Regions from separate parts of the Mus musculus genome. Here region 2 is linked to region 1. Evidence: chromatin contacts called from public HiChIP or PLAC-seq data. All regions are on one chromosome and are shown on one strand. The core of a region is the stretch at or near the end of the contact, and the rest is flanking DNA. Distances in the headings are between cores, read along the strand shown. Region 1 overlaps Dync1i1 (dynein cytoplasmic 1 intermediate chain 1). Region 2 overlaps Gm20619 (predicted gene 20619).

Region 1 (7,659 bases), core at 2,447-4,946:
TGCCTGCAAACACAGAATGTGCCTAATGCTAGAAACCCTGAGTCCAAAAGCTACCTCCACCCCTCCCTGTGGCTTTATGAGTTACTAACCTCCCTAAGCTATAATTTTCTTTTCAGTAAACACCATCTACCTTACAGAAATTTTATGCGGATTAAGTCAGACAATGTGTGTACAGAACCCGGTCCACAGCAAACTTTCGTTCCTGCCCTTCACATAAGTCGGTACTGGCCGACCGCTCTGCTTTGTTTGAAAGTCAGCGAATTAAAAGCAAGCGGGACTGTGTAGCTTCACGCACATAATCGGAAAGGCAGACCTGGAGGCCCGATGAAGCCTCGGGCCCAGGCTTTCTTACAGTGGTGTGCCACACATGCACAGGTTGTGAGTGATGACATTTTCCTTTTCCTTTTCTTGACATGTTGCTGATGCTAAGCATGGCATTTGAAAGGAAAACATACAGGTGAAGGGGGCGTTGTCCAGTGAAATTTGACTGCTTTGCAGAACGCTTTCCACAGCAATATCCTTTGGAGCAATATTTAGTTAACTGAATGACCTCGGGTATTTTCCTAGAGTGAATGTTTTAAATCATGATGCTTCTATGGCTTTGATATACAGAGAGGATATTGTGAAATTCCTCCTCAAAAGCATTGACAGTGTTTGTTCCCATACTGTCTTTTGAAAACCTGTGGTATTCTAAAATCAATAGCCATACTATAACAAATTTGTGGGCCCTGAAGTTTCTGTTGCACAAACTCCAAAGCAATGTTCTTGAGATTGAAGAATATCAAGGTTCTTTTGGAAAATGTTAATATTTCATGATATTAGTATTTACCATACATTTTTAAAAAACATTAAGCATTTGAGGAAGATCTTTAATAATGTGATACTTGGAGACAAAATAAAATAGAATGATAAAAATTGTGTATTGAACAAAGTGTAATTGTTACTCAAAATAGTACGGGTGTTCAAGTGACATTTGCCTGCACTGGTATTTTATGCCTCTATGGGACATGGCATCTATCGGTCTGTAGATAGAAGCCCAGAGCATACAGTAATGAGTTCTGTAAGTTTTCCAACCTATCAACTTATCAAGGTTAAACAGAGCCCTTGAAATGTAACACCTCTCCCTGTTCCCAAGCACACGCCTACTATGGACAAGTGTTGCTTTCAGGGTGACCTTTGTGATAGAAGGTTCAGCCTTGGGGGTGGGGAGGTGCTGATGAGGAGGTTTCAGAAAGACAAACGAGAAAGAGCATTTCTATCAATCTGGTGAAAAGGAAAAAAACTGAGAAGAAGAGCAGTTATTTCCAGATGTTTCAAAAGTGGTGTCTCCAGGATATAGTATAATTTTTACCGAATTTATCAGTAAAGAAAATTTCAAAGGGAAAAAAAGGAAGACTATCATAGAATGAGCAGGATAGTTTTTAAAGGGATTAGTATGTCTTGTGTTGACAGCTCCTTGGAGAAGGGTTGTTTGAAGCTGGATGGGGTTTTAATTGATCAAAACAATAATGGCATGTGTGTTGTGTGTTTGTTGTATGATTGCATGTGTGCCCATATCCTCAGCTCTGTGCGCTTAGATGAACTATTGACTGAGTGAGAAAGAATACAAAGAATCACCTCTTTAAATCACACGTCTTTAGCTGTTAATGACTAAAAGAAATATGTTGCATTCTCTATTAGTGGCCAGTTAGGTATAAAATCAAGAGTCTGTGGTGACATTCTTTTTTAAACAAAGAGTCAGATTGTAATATACACGATGGTCAGTGAGAAACACCAGCTATTTCGTACTTTCTTTTGGATAAATAAGGCAAAATGATACAATCATGCTATCAGGTAATAATTTGATACTTGGATTGTCTAAAAAAGTATGAATTATCTAATATAAACAATGAGAAGAAGGCATAAGCAGTAGCTGATAAACAAATAATTTTGGTTTCTAGTCATATGACAGAAATGAGATTTAAAACATGTTTATCTAGAAATTACAGAATAATAATATTACATCACTATAAAACAAATGTTTAGTTTGTTCCTTCTTGGTGTTTCAATGGTGGGTATTTTTTTCAAATTATATTTCCTCAGAAATACTTTTGAAGTTAAAAATATGACGCATCTATCTCTTTAAAAAACATCACACACAAACTCACACACACTCAAACACAAATACACACACACACACACACACTAGTTTATCTACAATCTGTGCTGCCCTAATCTATCTAAACTTTGTTTGCATCAAACCAGTTACTTTTACGCGTCAAGGAAATGCAAATAATGGAAGTTACAGTCACTCCCCTAACACGTCGGTGCATTCGGTTTCAGTTTAAGAACTGTGGGTTTGCACTGATTCTCGCCGCTCTAATCTCAGCCCATGTACTGTGGGCATCTCGCATTCACAAGCAGCACACATTGGCAGTTCTCGCTGATAACTTGGAGCGGATTCCCTACAGATGAGTTCTTTGAATATCCAAGGCAGAAAGGATTTGATTGTTACATTGTATGTTATCTTTTCTTGATCTTAAGGCCCTGGCCTGTGTAGACATTCCACAGAGCCTGAGAAGAGAGTGCAGACAGCTGACTGGAGGAAGAAGACAAAAATTCCCATTGTTTAGATTTCTGTCAGAGGATATAAGAATAGTTAATTTCTTTTATCTCTAGGGCTTTCATTATCATTTAAATTTCATTTTACATTAATTGATCAGGGATTAGTAAAGCCATTATGCAGAAATTAGAATAAGACAAGCCAGATGGAATGAATAATTCATAAAGTCCAATTACGTTTTATTTCTGGTGTACTTTCAAACTTGCCTCTGACTTCTGTGCTATTTTGATGTGACAATATTCGCTGGAAATCAAGTGTGCCATTTTAATTTATTATATCCCTCTGGAGTGGAGGCATTTGTATGCAGTGGAAAAATGCTCTGTGTTTCCCCTCAGAACATCAACTGTAGGGGTCTTGGAAATCCTTGGTGATTTAGAAAGGAAGTCATATTTTCTGTGTAAGTTCAGAGGTTCTAGAATGAGCCACATTGCTCCACTTGGTTCTGGCGAACTAACCCCATACAGGGAGGCTAAGGTCTTGAGTGGAGAGATTTCCACTTTTCTGTAAGAGCGCAAACCCGCATTTAAAGGTATTTGTCTCCTTCCCTCGCCGCACAAAAAGAGTTAAAATATGAATTTGGCCTGCAGTTGGACTGGAAGAAGCCATCGTTGCTGCAGCGACAAGGGAGGTCCACGAGGTGGCAGACGTTGCCTTCGGTGCAGAGCCAGGGTCGCCAGGGACCGCCCGGGCTTCGGAGCATGCCAGCAGGTCCAAGCCCCTCAGCCCACTGCTGGGTTCAGGCTCCCGCGACCTGCATGCACAGCTTGGCCTGGCAAGAATTCCGAGCTAATGGCAGTCGCGTCCACCTGTCTGGAATGTCGCTTACAACTGTGTCTGAAACCGCCTCGCTCCGCGGGTCCCGGCCCCGGCCCATTCAAAGTACACCCCACCCCCGGGGATTTATTTATGCCACTGGACAGTTGTAGTCACATTAAAGCTCCGGTTCACCTTCTCGAGGACTTTCATCTCGGGAAGTTTTATGACACTTGGTGAATGTGCAAAGTTTTTAATTAGGCTCTCTAGACAGCCCGAGGCGGCGGCAGCGCCACTAAGTCTTCACGGTCTCTCTGCTTTACAGCACAACAAGCCGCTCTACTCCTTTGAAGACAATGCAGACTATGTGTACGATGTCATGTGGTCCCCCGTGCATCCCGCGCTCTTTGCCTGCGTGGACGGGATGGGGCGCTTGGACCTCTGGAACCTCAACAGTGACACCGAGGTGAGCGACAGGCGCCCGGGCCCAGGGATGGGAAAGGGGGACCCGGGTCACTCTGCAGTCTGGTCCTTCGTGGGGGGGGGGGGAGCCTTTTGTGGACAGACCCTACAATTGCCTCTGGGTACAGTCCATTGCCCCCACTCTCAACCCCCAATTCTTGACTTCCCAGAAGGGAACCAACAGATGCATTGGCCAAAACTCCATGTCACTTCATCCCTAAACTGTACCAGATCTTAGACAGTTAACGACTCTGCCCCACACACATCTTTTCCCCCAACAGCACAAAGTGTGTTCACACTTTTCCCTAAGGGGAAGGACACATCGTGTTGAAATAACTTTATTGGCAGAGACTTGGAAAAGTAAGCTTTTGTGGGTGCTGTTTTTAGACTGGATTATTGAAATGAGGTTACTCTGTCAACGCTGGCTATTTGTACAATTTCTGTTTCGACTCCATTGAAGATGGTTCTCTACACTGCTTTCTGTTTAGTTCTACCATCCATTTGATTTATTGCTATGGAAATATTCCTTGTCTACAATATTGAACTCAAAGGCCATAGTGTCTAAGTTTATACATGTATGCAAAACTCAATTCGTCTTTAAAATGGGATTTTAACGTGTCACATTTAAAGTCATTCACAAGATAAAATAGGCATCTATTTAAAAAAAAAACAGTTGATAACAAAATGAATATTTTTGAGGATGTCATCTGCTTTGTTCCTCTTCTTTCAATCCCTCAAAAGTATCGAGGGCCTAACTCAGGGCCTTGGGAATGATGTTGTTGCCAGGGACCGTGTTACATGACTATTTTATGTCCTAAAATGGCCTCTGCATCATTTCTTGGTTTTTGGTTCCGGTACAAATACCCAGGTAAAGATTCCATGGGACAAGGTATATATATATGTCAAGTAAAGCAGGCCTTTTGAAGTTCTTGGCGCAGGAAGCCATTCAGCCTTTGTAATTAAGGATCCTAAGGCTGGAGGACATGAAGGAGAAGCACAGAAGGCTAGGACTTTTTGTGGGAGGGGACAGGGGAATTTCCTTTGGGTGGTGTTGTGTCTGGGTACCTATAAGTGCACAGTTACCTGTGACTATCACCAGACAAATGTGTTTCTATCGCGGCCATTTTTCCTTTTACCTCCAAGAACTATGGGAAAAGAAAGTTACGTAATGAACTATGTTTGAAAATGATCAGAAGGCACGAGTGAGATGCCCATCACTGAGATGTTTATAGCATCACTGCATTTAAGAGTAAGATGCTATTACCTTACCTTGTAATGCTTTCCCAAAGTCTTTCATCACTGTTGATTAAAATCATATTGCTTCTATTTGCTAGAAGAAACTCACTCAAAGCAAATTAAAAAAAAAAAAAACAAAAACAAAAACCTCTTTCCAGATTGACTCGGGAGTGTGCTATATCAGAAAGCAGGCCTGGCTGGGATGCTTCCATGACACCCGGCTCCAAAGTGTACAAAGGGATGTAGTGGCCCACAACCTACTTAATAACTTCCACCTCTCGATCTCTCTCCTCTCTCCATAAAAGGAAAGCTATATCTTGACACTGGCTTTTCTTTCTATAGGTATCAAAGAGAGAAACTCAGGGAAGTTTTGTGCTTAACATTTAAAAACTCATGGTTGGTCATACATACAGTTGAGTCCAGGACCTCACAGTTACAAACTTTTTTTTTTTTAGATTTAAGTGAGATTAGGAAATAGATTTTTAAAAGACAGAGAGAGCCTATATTCCCCATCTGCTTTGTTGTTCTTGAAATTATTGTAGTTTTAAACCAAATTGTCACCTCCACCCCCACCCCTCGGCGAAAATGGCTATTTACCCTTGATGCAAGCGACTCTTACTGCTTAGTAATTTATGCTATATACATCTTGTATTTGCAATTAAAATGACTGTGCCATAAAAACATGAGAATACTTATGAAATCAAAGTTGGAAGTAAGGCACATGCAAAGAGCGTGCAGATTATTTTAATACAGATTTCCGCATTTGAGCTTCAAATGCCACAAATTATTACAGATATATTTTCCTTCATGTACTCATTAATTTTTAGCATATAAAATATGATAGCATGTTTTATATTTTGTATAATAGCTATGAAAAGAAAGCATTTTGGATAATCTTTCAAAACTCACTTCAGTTACATTATTTACATTTCAAGTAAACTAATTTTTTTAGAAGCACGTTAGACATTGTTTTAACTACATGAGAAGGTCAGGGTTTTTTAAATTAATTTTTTAGCTGTGTTCCTATGAAGATTAAACATTTTACTCAGCTTTTAGATTATTCAAGGTTAAATTCTATGTGATGCTTTTAAGTCAGTGTTAAAAACGAACTTTGAAGGGTCTACAGCTGAATCATGACTTGGTTTTCAGGCCAGCCCAGCGATAATAAAGTGTATTGACAGAATTATAGTCTATCTAAATTCACATTGTTTTTATTCTTTGCAAGGTTTGGTTAAAAATTCAGACTCCAGCTTGCACAGCAGGGACCTTGATTGTAGAAATTGGGTTTTGTTTTTTTTTTTTTTTTTAAATGAGCTGGGGATTTTCATTTTACATTTTTGTTCACAATTGACATGCAATGATTTAAGCAGGTGAAAAGAATTTTTTATTGATTTCAAGATGAAGTTTAAACGTAGATTCTTACATATGATGGAGTTTTTATTGCTGTTTTAAAGATAGGAATTGGCTCAATAGTTTCCCATAAACAGATGGTTTCGACCCTGTGACTAGCTGAATGCTGGGGTGCTATGTGGCAGAGCACACCGTGTTTCCATGTTGGCGAGATTCGCTTACTGAGCACAGGTCTCACAGAGGGGCAGAAGATGCTCGCAGTGGCCATCTTCCATCTTTCTTTCCATTTTCCTTTCACATGTACCATCTTCTCTTTTAAAGGTGTGCTGTCATTTCTGAATCAACACCCTCATAGAAGGCTCAGGAGTTCTAAACAATTATAAACTTCCAACCTTGAAGACAAGAGTACACACACTGACAGAAGACAGATCGAGACACTCAAAATCCTCCCTCCACATACCACGGTTCTTGAGATAGACAGACAGATAAACAGATAGACAGACAGATAGACCGACTGCAAGTTCTATTTCAGCATTTCCCAGTTCACTGAAATAATGATTACTAGCCCAATTATCAATGGTTGTGGATTTCCAGTGTTTGTTAAAGGTGCCACACACATAGCCGCATTTTAACAGGATGTCTCTGTAAGGACAGTGACAACCTTGTAGACCATTCTCCATATCTTGGTGTTGCCACAGGGAGAAAGAAAGATAAAAGAATAAAAAGAGAGTTTATGATTGATTCTTCAAATTTTGTTTTTGTTTTTTTTTAACCTGTACACACATTTATTTTAAAATTTTATCTACATTGATGTTTTGTTTTCACATACATCTGTATGAAGGTGGAACTGTAACTATAGGCAGTTGTGTACTGCCGTGTGGGTGCTGGGACTTGAACCTGGTCCTTTGGAAGAGCAGTCAGTGCTTTTGACTGCTGAGCCATCTCTTTAGCCCCCTTAACTGTATACTTCTGTTCCTTGGATCACCCTCTTTCTGGTAAGGTAGATAATTCTCTAAGAATTAGCACATGTACGCTAGTATTGTTATGAAGACTCAAGTTGTTTGAGCAACTGACTGTTTTCCTACCCTACCATTGCCTTTTATAGATCCTCAATCTCTGTAAAACAGCAAGCATCTCCCTGTCCCCCGACATATCCCGCATGATCTGATGGTCAAACGTTGCATTTAGCTGGCATGCTTCTATGCTGGACATACACTTGACAAAATCCTGCTGCTGGCTGCCACGACGGTGGGAAA
Region 2 (7,659 bases), core at 1,883-4,382, 360 kb after region 1:
CATTCCCCTATTCTGGGGCATAGAACCTTCAGAGGACCACGGGCCTCTCCTCCCATTGATAACCAATTAGGCCATCCTCTGCTACATATGCAGCTAGAGCCATGAATACCACAATGTGTTTTCTTTGATTGGTGGTTTAGTCCCAGGGAGCTCTGGGGGTACTGCTTAGTTCATATTGTTGTTCCTCCTAGGGGTCTGCAAACCCCTTCAGCTCCTTGAGTACTTTCTCTAGCTCCTTCATTGGGGACCCTGTGCTCTGTGTAATGGATGACTATGAGCATCCACTTCTATATTTGTCAGGCCCTGGCAGAGCCTCTCAGGAGACAGCTATATCAGGCTCCTGTCAGCTAGCTCTTGCTGGCATCTGCAATAGTGTCTGGTGGTTGTTTATGGAATAGATCTCCAAGTGGGGCAGTCTCTCAATGGTCATTCCTTCAGTCTCTGCTCTGAATTGTGTCTCTGTAACTCCTTCCATGGGTATTTTGTTCCCCCTTCTAAGAAGGATTGAAGTGTCTACACTTTGGTCTTCCTTCTTTTTGAGTTTCATGTGTTTTGCAAATTATATCTTGGGTATTCTGAGGTTCTGCGTTAATATCCCCTTATCAGTGAGTGCATATCATGTGTGTTCTTTTGTGACTGGGTTACATCACTCAAGGTTTCTTTCAATAATCTGTGAAGAACTCATCTGATCTCTGACCACCGTAGATCACTTCCATGGCTCAATGACATAGTTTGTAACTGTAGATTGTTCCCTCACAAACTTTCCAAAATTATTGTCAGAATGATTTTCTTAAAACATCAAGTGAAAATATTTATTTTAAAAGTTTTCATATGAGTATGTATTGTGTAAGCATCTGACAAGCACATTCCTGCCCATTTACTTTCTTTTTTTTGTCTCTCCCAACTCTACTAATCCAATCTGTTCCCTTAGGGACGTGTGTGTGTGTGTGTGTGTGTGTGTGTGTGATTTTATGTATCTATTAAAATCTAGGAACCACAAATGAAAGAAAACAAACGCCATTTTTCTTTCTTAGACATACTCTCTGGCTCTCTAGTTGTAGCTGCTCTGACTCTCTAGTTTTCCTGTGAACAACACATCTTCATTCTTTCTAAAGGCTGAAGATGTTCCACTGTAAAATAACAAATTTGTGAAGTAACTTTTTCCTCCATAGAATGCACAGTGTCTTCAGTTCAGGACTCTTTCCTACCTTCAGTAGCACAAAGCCTGCTGGGTCATACAGAGGCACCAGCATTTTATGTTTGCTTCTTGCATTTTTTTCTTCATTCCAGAGATCCCAACCTTTTCCAAGCAGATTTCTGCCATCTTCACTCAGGCACCTAATCCAAGCCGAACTGTTTTCCATCCCATCGCACAACAGTATACAGTCTTCATTGCTCTCTTACAGGAAGTGGTTTTGCTTCCTCCATCCACGTACACAGCTCTTGAGGACCGAGTCTCTGACCTGCGACTTGTAAAGATTCTGGGAAGTTTCTAGAGGGGCAATTCATGAAAGAAAGACTCAGTAACTTGAATCTGCAAATTTCAAAATGTGGAAAAAGAATTTTATCAGTACCATAGGATGAGACTGCTTTTACCTAAGAAGAAAGCTCTCATGGTATTTGTCAAATTCCAGAACAGCGAGGGCACAGCCATTTATAACAGTTCCTTATGAATCCTTTACATGGTAGTGTGCACACTTGGACCAGCAAATATTTAAGATGAAATGCTACCCAGGTGAGTCTGTTTCTCATCTTATGTAATTCTCAAAGTATGTGAAGCATTCTGAAAGTGTTCCTGCTCTTCTGAGGGCCCCATTGCTCTCGGTATTGGAAACCCGGTGCTCTGTGATGCAGGAAGGGCTCTTGGCTCTGCCTGAGTTTGGGAGCTATTTTCAGAGTAAGCTTTTAAGTCCTGTTAATACACAGAAAATATCCCCCTTGGGCAGAAGTTAAGAAGGACAGTTCCACACCTAATTTTAATAGTGTGAAACCTAGTTTTAATAATAAATGGATAACTTGACACTAAGTTGGGAATAGAAATCACTCTGCTGTAGGCAGATGTGACATTTGGAAAGTGAGCTCCAGGATTGGGCATGGCAACCAATTAGGTATGGGCTTAGAGGTGCAGTATTGATGGATACATGGTAAGGACATTCCCAGAAGGTCAGAGCAATGAAAGCTACAGGGTCTGAAACTGTAAGGAGGTGAAGAGGAGAGCAAAGAAGACAGGAGAATAAGAGAGGGGAAGAGAGGAGAGGGGAGGGGGGAGAAGAGAAGAGAGAGGGAGGAGAGAGGAGGAGCGGGAAGGGGAGGGGAGAGGAGAGGGAGGGAGGAAAGAGGAGGACATGGGAGGGGAGGGGAGGAGAGGGGAGTGGAGGGGAGAGAAGAGAGATTCTTTGAATAAATATTGCAATAATGTTAAAGGCCATAGGGATATTGTGAAATTTTATAGGTATGCATATTAATTATAGGCTGCTAAGGTTTTGAGTTATAAATAATAAATAACAAATGTATACAGCCAGATTCGCTCATTTCCACCTCCTATTCATAGACAAAAAATGAGCTTTTTAACAAGTGTATACCAAGTTTGAGATCAGTGAGACGAAGTGTGGCCTGTGTCTGGTTCTCTTCCCGTTTCCCGTCTTAGGGACTCCTGCGGGTCCTCGGGGGTCTTATTTAAATCTATATTCTCTCTTAATTCTCACTAGTGGATTACATCTGAGAAAGAAAGCAATGAGTACTTGAGGACTCCTGCTACTAGTGTGCCATGGACCCTCTATTGCAATGACAAAAGTGAAAACATAAAATGTCAACCTCTGGACCAATGTGTGGTTAGTGCCACCGCAGCACTGTTGCCCCAGGATGCCCTGAATAAACCATTGTTGTGGTTTCCCTGACAGACAGCTTGTCGGCAAATGATCAGTATTGGCCATGATTTCGGGCTAATTTCATGGATGTTTTCCAGTTTCCGTGATCTTCCGTTCCCGTTTTCCAAACAAAAGTGCTTCTGAAAATTTCTGTTTAACATCTTTCACTTTGAATAAAGAGAACAAGAAACATTCCCCTCGCAGCTGGTCTTGGTGAAATTACTTCTCTGGAGGGCCCAGCAGATGAGGGGTCTTGTTAGAGAGGCACCAGGCAGAAGGTCTAGTTCTGTATCAAAACCCATGCTGAGACCTGCAACCTGAGCTCTGCCACTCACCACCCTCTCCACCTACACACACACACACACACACACACAGTCTAAATGAACACAGATGGCTGGCACACAGACTAGGCATCGAGGAAAGCAGCCGCAGGCCTCTCTGGTTGCTGTCATTTCACGCCACAAACAGAGCAGCTTCAAGATGCTGGTGTTTCTGAATCTGAGATCAATCTGGAGTGGCCATTCAGCCACTTCCTGTTGAGACACGCAGAGAAATTGTCAGAAAGATACTCAGATCCTGATTCAACTAAAATCACACATTTCTTTAACTGACAAGTTTGCTGTTGTTTTTAGTGGAAACTATACTATGATACTATGATAGAATCCACATCAAGTTCTAATGGACAACTTGGTTTGTCTGTTTTTTGGTTTTTGTTTTTTTCCTGGAGAGTTGATCTGCATCAGCGCATCTATTTGCTTCTTTGTGTGAAATAGATTAACTTTTAAATGTAATGGAAAAGAGGATAAAAACAGATTTCACAAATGTTGAAAACCAACTAAAATCTTTAGACCCTCCTTCCAATCAAGCAAAATGTGCCTTGCCCTGTTTGTTTTAATATAAAATATGCAAACAATTACATAGATATGGAAGACATAATTATGAAGAGGTTGATATCTGAAAGGTTATTATTGATTTATGGACTTCTTTAGTTTAATAGAAGACAGATTTAGGAATAAGATATAATTCGGTTTCTGCAGGAACAATAAATGTCTCAGTGAGGAAATGTAAAATCTCATTGTATGCCTCAAAATGCAGCGATTAAATTTCAAAGGTAATTTTTGTTAAGTATGAATTCCTCAGTTTCCCTTTACGATTTCCAATTCTCTGTATGCAGAGTAAACATTGTATAAATATGTCTTCTTGTTCAAGCAAAAGGTTTAGTGTAACTCACACCATTCATGTGTGTGCGGTTTTTCTGTGTCTTTTACAGACACAGACCTTCTACAAGCTAACTGAGCTTTGAGTAATGTGATCATGCTTAATATAAGCGTGAAGAGGTATAAAAGTTTATCCCTTCCTTGCATCATCATCCCGTGCATTGGGCTTCATCTGTATATTAAACGGTTCTTGCAATGCCAGCATATAGGAGAACTTTACTTTCAACATTTAGGGATTGCATGGCATTAATAGCCAGAGTAAAATAACAACAACAACAAAATCAAATTTTCTTCTTTTAGGAAAACCTTAATTGACTAAGTCATTCACAAAAGACATAATTGTATCTTATCTAGGATTTAAAATTATATAAAAGCTTCAAAATTTGTGGCTTTTACACAAAATTGGCCCAGAGCCAAGAATCTAAAAGTGAAATGTTTTCAGAAGGGAGACACACACACAGACACACAGAAAAATACCCAGCAAACATAATGCATGCCTAGATTGAGGAATCTATTTAATAACACACACGAGCCTGCACATTCTTCCATATGTTGCATTTGTTATTTCTTTAAATTTATCTTTAGATGTGTAAAGTTTGCACCTAAAACTAGCTTTTGGAAATAATAGCTAAAGATTTCAACTTCTGGCGAGGATGGAGCCAGAAAGACTGGATTCAGTATTCCACCTTGAACATCTAGGTAACTGTCATTTCCTGCGAGAAGGCAAGCACAGGAAGTGAGTCCTATGATTATAGCAGCTTAATGACTGCAGTGTGTCAGGGATGAACGTCTAGAGGAGCAACCCAACGTTGTGGTCCAGCTGAGAGAGGCAGAACTGGCGTTCATGGAGGCCAAGACACTTAGAATTTGATAGACAGAGGTTTGGAAAGCAAGCATTACTGGCAGAGAGAGAGAGAGAGAGAGAGAGAGAGAGAGAGAGAGAGAGACAGAGAGAGAGACAGAGAGAGAGACAGAGAGAGAGACAGAAAGAGAGACAGAGAGACAGAGGCACACAGAGACACGCAGAGACACATAGAGACAGAGAGAGATAGAGAGATAGAGATACACAGAGAAACACACACACACACACACACACACACACACACACACGCGCGCGCGCGCGCGCGCACACACACAGAAACACTCAGAAAGAGAGAAAAAGCAGGAAGAGATGGGATATGAGAAAGAAAAAAGGGCAAAATCAGGAGAGAGAGAGTGATGTTTCTCATAAATAATAAATGTATTCTAAAGAAATATTTATCTCCTTTCCAATTATTTCTGTAACAAGTATATAAGCCGTTTCCAATATTTAAAGGGCATTATTATGAAGAAGTGATTACCTAGAAATTGTATGTTGGAGAGGTGTCCACAAGTTTCTGGCTGAGAACTGATTTGTACACACATGAGAGTAAAGATTGATGTGAGGGAAAGGACCACTGGAGAGAACTCGTGAAGCAAATGGGATGAAGCAGCTCGTTCATATTCCTACCAACCATGGTGGGAAGACAGCATCAGAGACATCAGACGAATCCTCAGCAAAGGTAGACTGAATTAGTTATAGTCCAAAGCTGTGGAGAGCCGTGAGCAATCGCCATTTCAAGATGGCGCTGGCTTCCACAGTGCCTAACTGGTAAACAAGCAATGTGCGCAGGTGCAGGAGTAAATTCGTGCCAAGTCACTGCCCATCCCGGGGTGTAATAGTGGGGTGATGGGTGAGCAGCTAATCAGGAGCTGACATGTCACACAGAGGGGTATTTAAACAGCTCCATTTTCAGGGTTCGGGGTCTTCCTGAGAAGTAAGCAATAAAGCTCTTCTGTAGAAGGACCTGGTTGTCCGAGTGTGTTTTGCTGGCGAAACATTACAAGGACACAAAGCCTCTCTGAATATACCCTAGCACTTTTGAAAAGCAAGCTTTGAGGTTTCTAAATTTATTCCAGGTAACCCAAATGTGTAGCAAATCAAAATCCAACATCAATTAAATGAAATGTACAACACAAAGCAGCTAATAACCAAGTTTATAATGTAAAAAAGCTGTCATTGGTATATTATTGTTTCTGTTGTTGTATACAAATATTTTGAGGTATGCATTTTATTTTACTCATAGTTTTGAAGCTGAATATCCATGAATAAGAAGCCATATTATCTTGGTTTCTGACTGAGACATAGGTTGCAGGATGGGCAGAGGTTCTCTCTCTCTCTCTCTGTCTCTCTCTCTGTCTCTCTCTCTCTTTGAACAGGGTTTTTCTTTGTAGCCTTGGCTGTACTGGAACTCATTTTGTAGATCAGGCTGGCTTCAAACTCATTTTGTAGATCTGCCTGCCTGTCTCTGCCTCCTAAGTGTTGGTTTTAAAGACATGAGCCACTACTGCCTAGCTGGGCAGAGGCATTTTTGGTTTTTTAAATTAGACCTAAGTGGGTCCTGCAAGAACTATATTACTTCATTCTGAGAGCAGCACTTCAAATATCTAAGACATCTTCCATTAGGCCCCACCTTGAAACTTCGAGCAATTGAACCTTTGGGGAATACTTCAAACTACATCTAAATCACAGCATCGGATATGCAAAAGCAGCAATAAAATATGATCAAGAGTTAGGAGCGTATCACCTGGTAGAAAGAATAGGAAACAGCAAAGATGACAGAATTAGTAAACAAAGACTATAGAAGACAACTACTATACGCTCCACAGGTTTAGAGATGGAGAGGAACTCATACGCACCGAGAGGAAAGAACAGTAAAGACTCCAAAGGAACTTTTCGAGACAAAAATGTACATCTGCAGCAAAGAATGATAGCTGAAGCTTACTGAGCATTTACAAGGCGCCAGATGCTGGACGCAGAGCTTCATACACAACCTCTCAATTAACCCCCATGGCTTTCCCGTAAAGGTGCCCTCACAGACAAAGAACCTTGGAGGAAGGAGGAATAATTGAACAAAGCAGAGCCAGAATTTGCAACCAAGTCATCTGCCTGCAAGGCTCATGTTTTTAAGTGGCATTCCACACTGCTTACATTTCTGTCTACAATAAAAATATAAGTCAGGCTAAAGAATGAGCCTCGTCCGAGGATGCTCACTGGGATTCTGAAAGGATCTCACAAAAACTGGCCATCTGTGCAAGTGCGCCCATGTGCATAGTGGATGCTCTAGATGGAGATGTGTTGACGATCAGAGAGGATTTTCCAAGATTTTTGTGAGGTCTGAGATGAGGAATGATTGAACTTATTTCTATCCTGCTGTTCTCTCAGAAAGCCATGATGGAGATGAATTGAAGGGAAGTTGTAACGTAATGGCGAAAAGAAACGATGCGAGATTGGTGTGCTCTTTTTTTCCTGCTGCTAAACTATTCTACAACTGCTACTTCAAGTGTGCAATAATACGAATGGCATTAATTGGGCAAAGTCACTGATTGCCATGTGTCATGCCCAGTGCTAGAACACACATATTAGCACACTTAATTCTTAAAATGACCCTTGGAGGTAGCTTTTACTCTCTGTAGAGTTGATCAGAGGAAGGCCATGCCTGAAGTTACATGGACGAAGGCTGTACAAAATACTCCTTACATGACTTTCTCTTGGT

Evidence for each region. HiChIP or PLAC-seq counts read pairs in DNA pulled down with a chosen protein or histone mark.
Region 2: an H3K4me3 HiChIP or PLAC-seq map of craniofacial prominence shows a contact between it and region 1, with 4 times the contacts expected there. The contact joins two enhancer-like sites. A contact is called at or near these places in 1 of 15 datasets of contacts at CTCF or cohesin (the NIH/3T3 cell line), 4 of 484 Hi-C or Micro-C datasets (cortical neurons, myocytes, nephron progenitors and 1 more), 1 of 115 datasets of contacts at active chromatin or transcription factors (craniofacial prominence) and 2 of 9 other capture datasets (embryonic tail and embryonic trunk).

What each region holds. Positions count from the first base shown.
Region 1 is chr6:6,002,590-6,010,248 of GRCm38.p6, forward strand. It overlaps Dync1i1 (dynein cytoplasmic 1 intermediate chain 1), which reads left to right. Exons shown (of 17, transcript NM_010063.4): 15 at 3,681-3,821. Among named protein-coding and RNA genes, the nearest start is that of 1700019G24Rik, 29 kb to the left of the region's middle. Within about 2 kb of position 3,697, at least 95 of the 459 cell types and tissues checked have an H3K27ac peak or open chromatin away from gene starts, as enhancers often do. A contact at or near this core is called in craniofacial prominence, where this site is marked.
Region 2 is chr6:6,361,044-6,368,702 of GRCm38.p6, forward strand. All of the region lies in intron 3 of Gm20619 (predicted gene 20619), which reads left to right. Among named protein-coding and RNA genes, the nearest start is that of Gm52888, 25 kb to the right of the region's middle. Within about 2 kb of position 3,133, at least 8 of the 459 cell types and tissues checked have an H3K27ac peak or open chromatin away from gene starts, as enhancers often do. A contact at or near this core is called in craniofacial prominence, where this site is marked.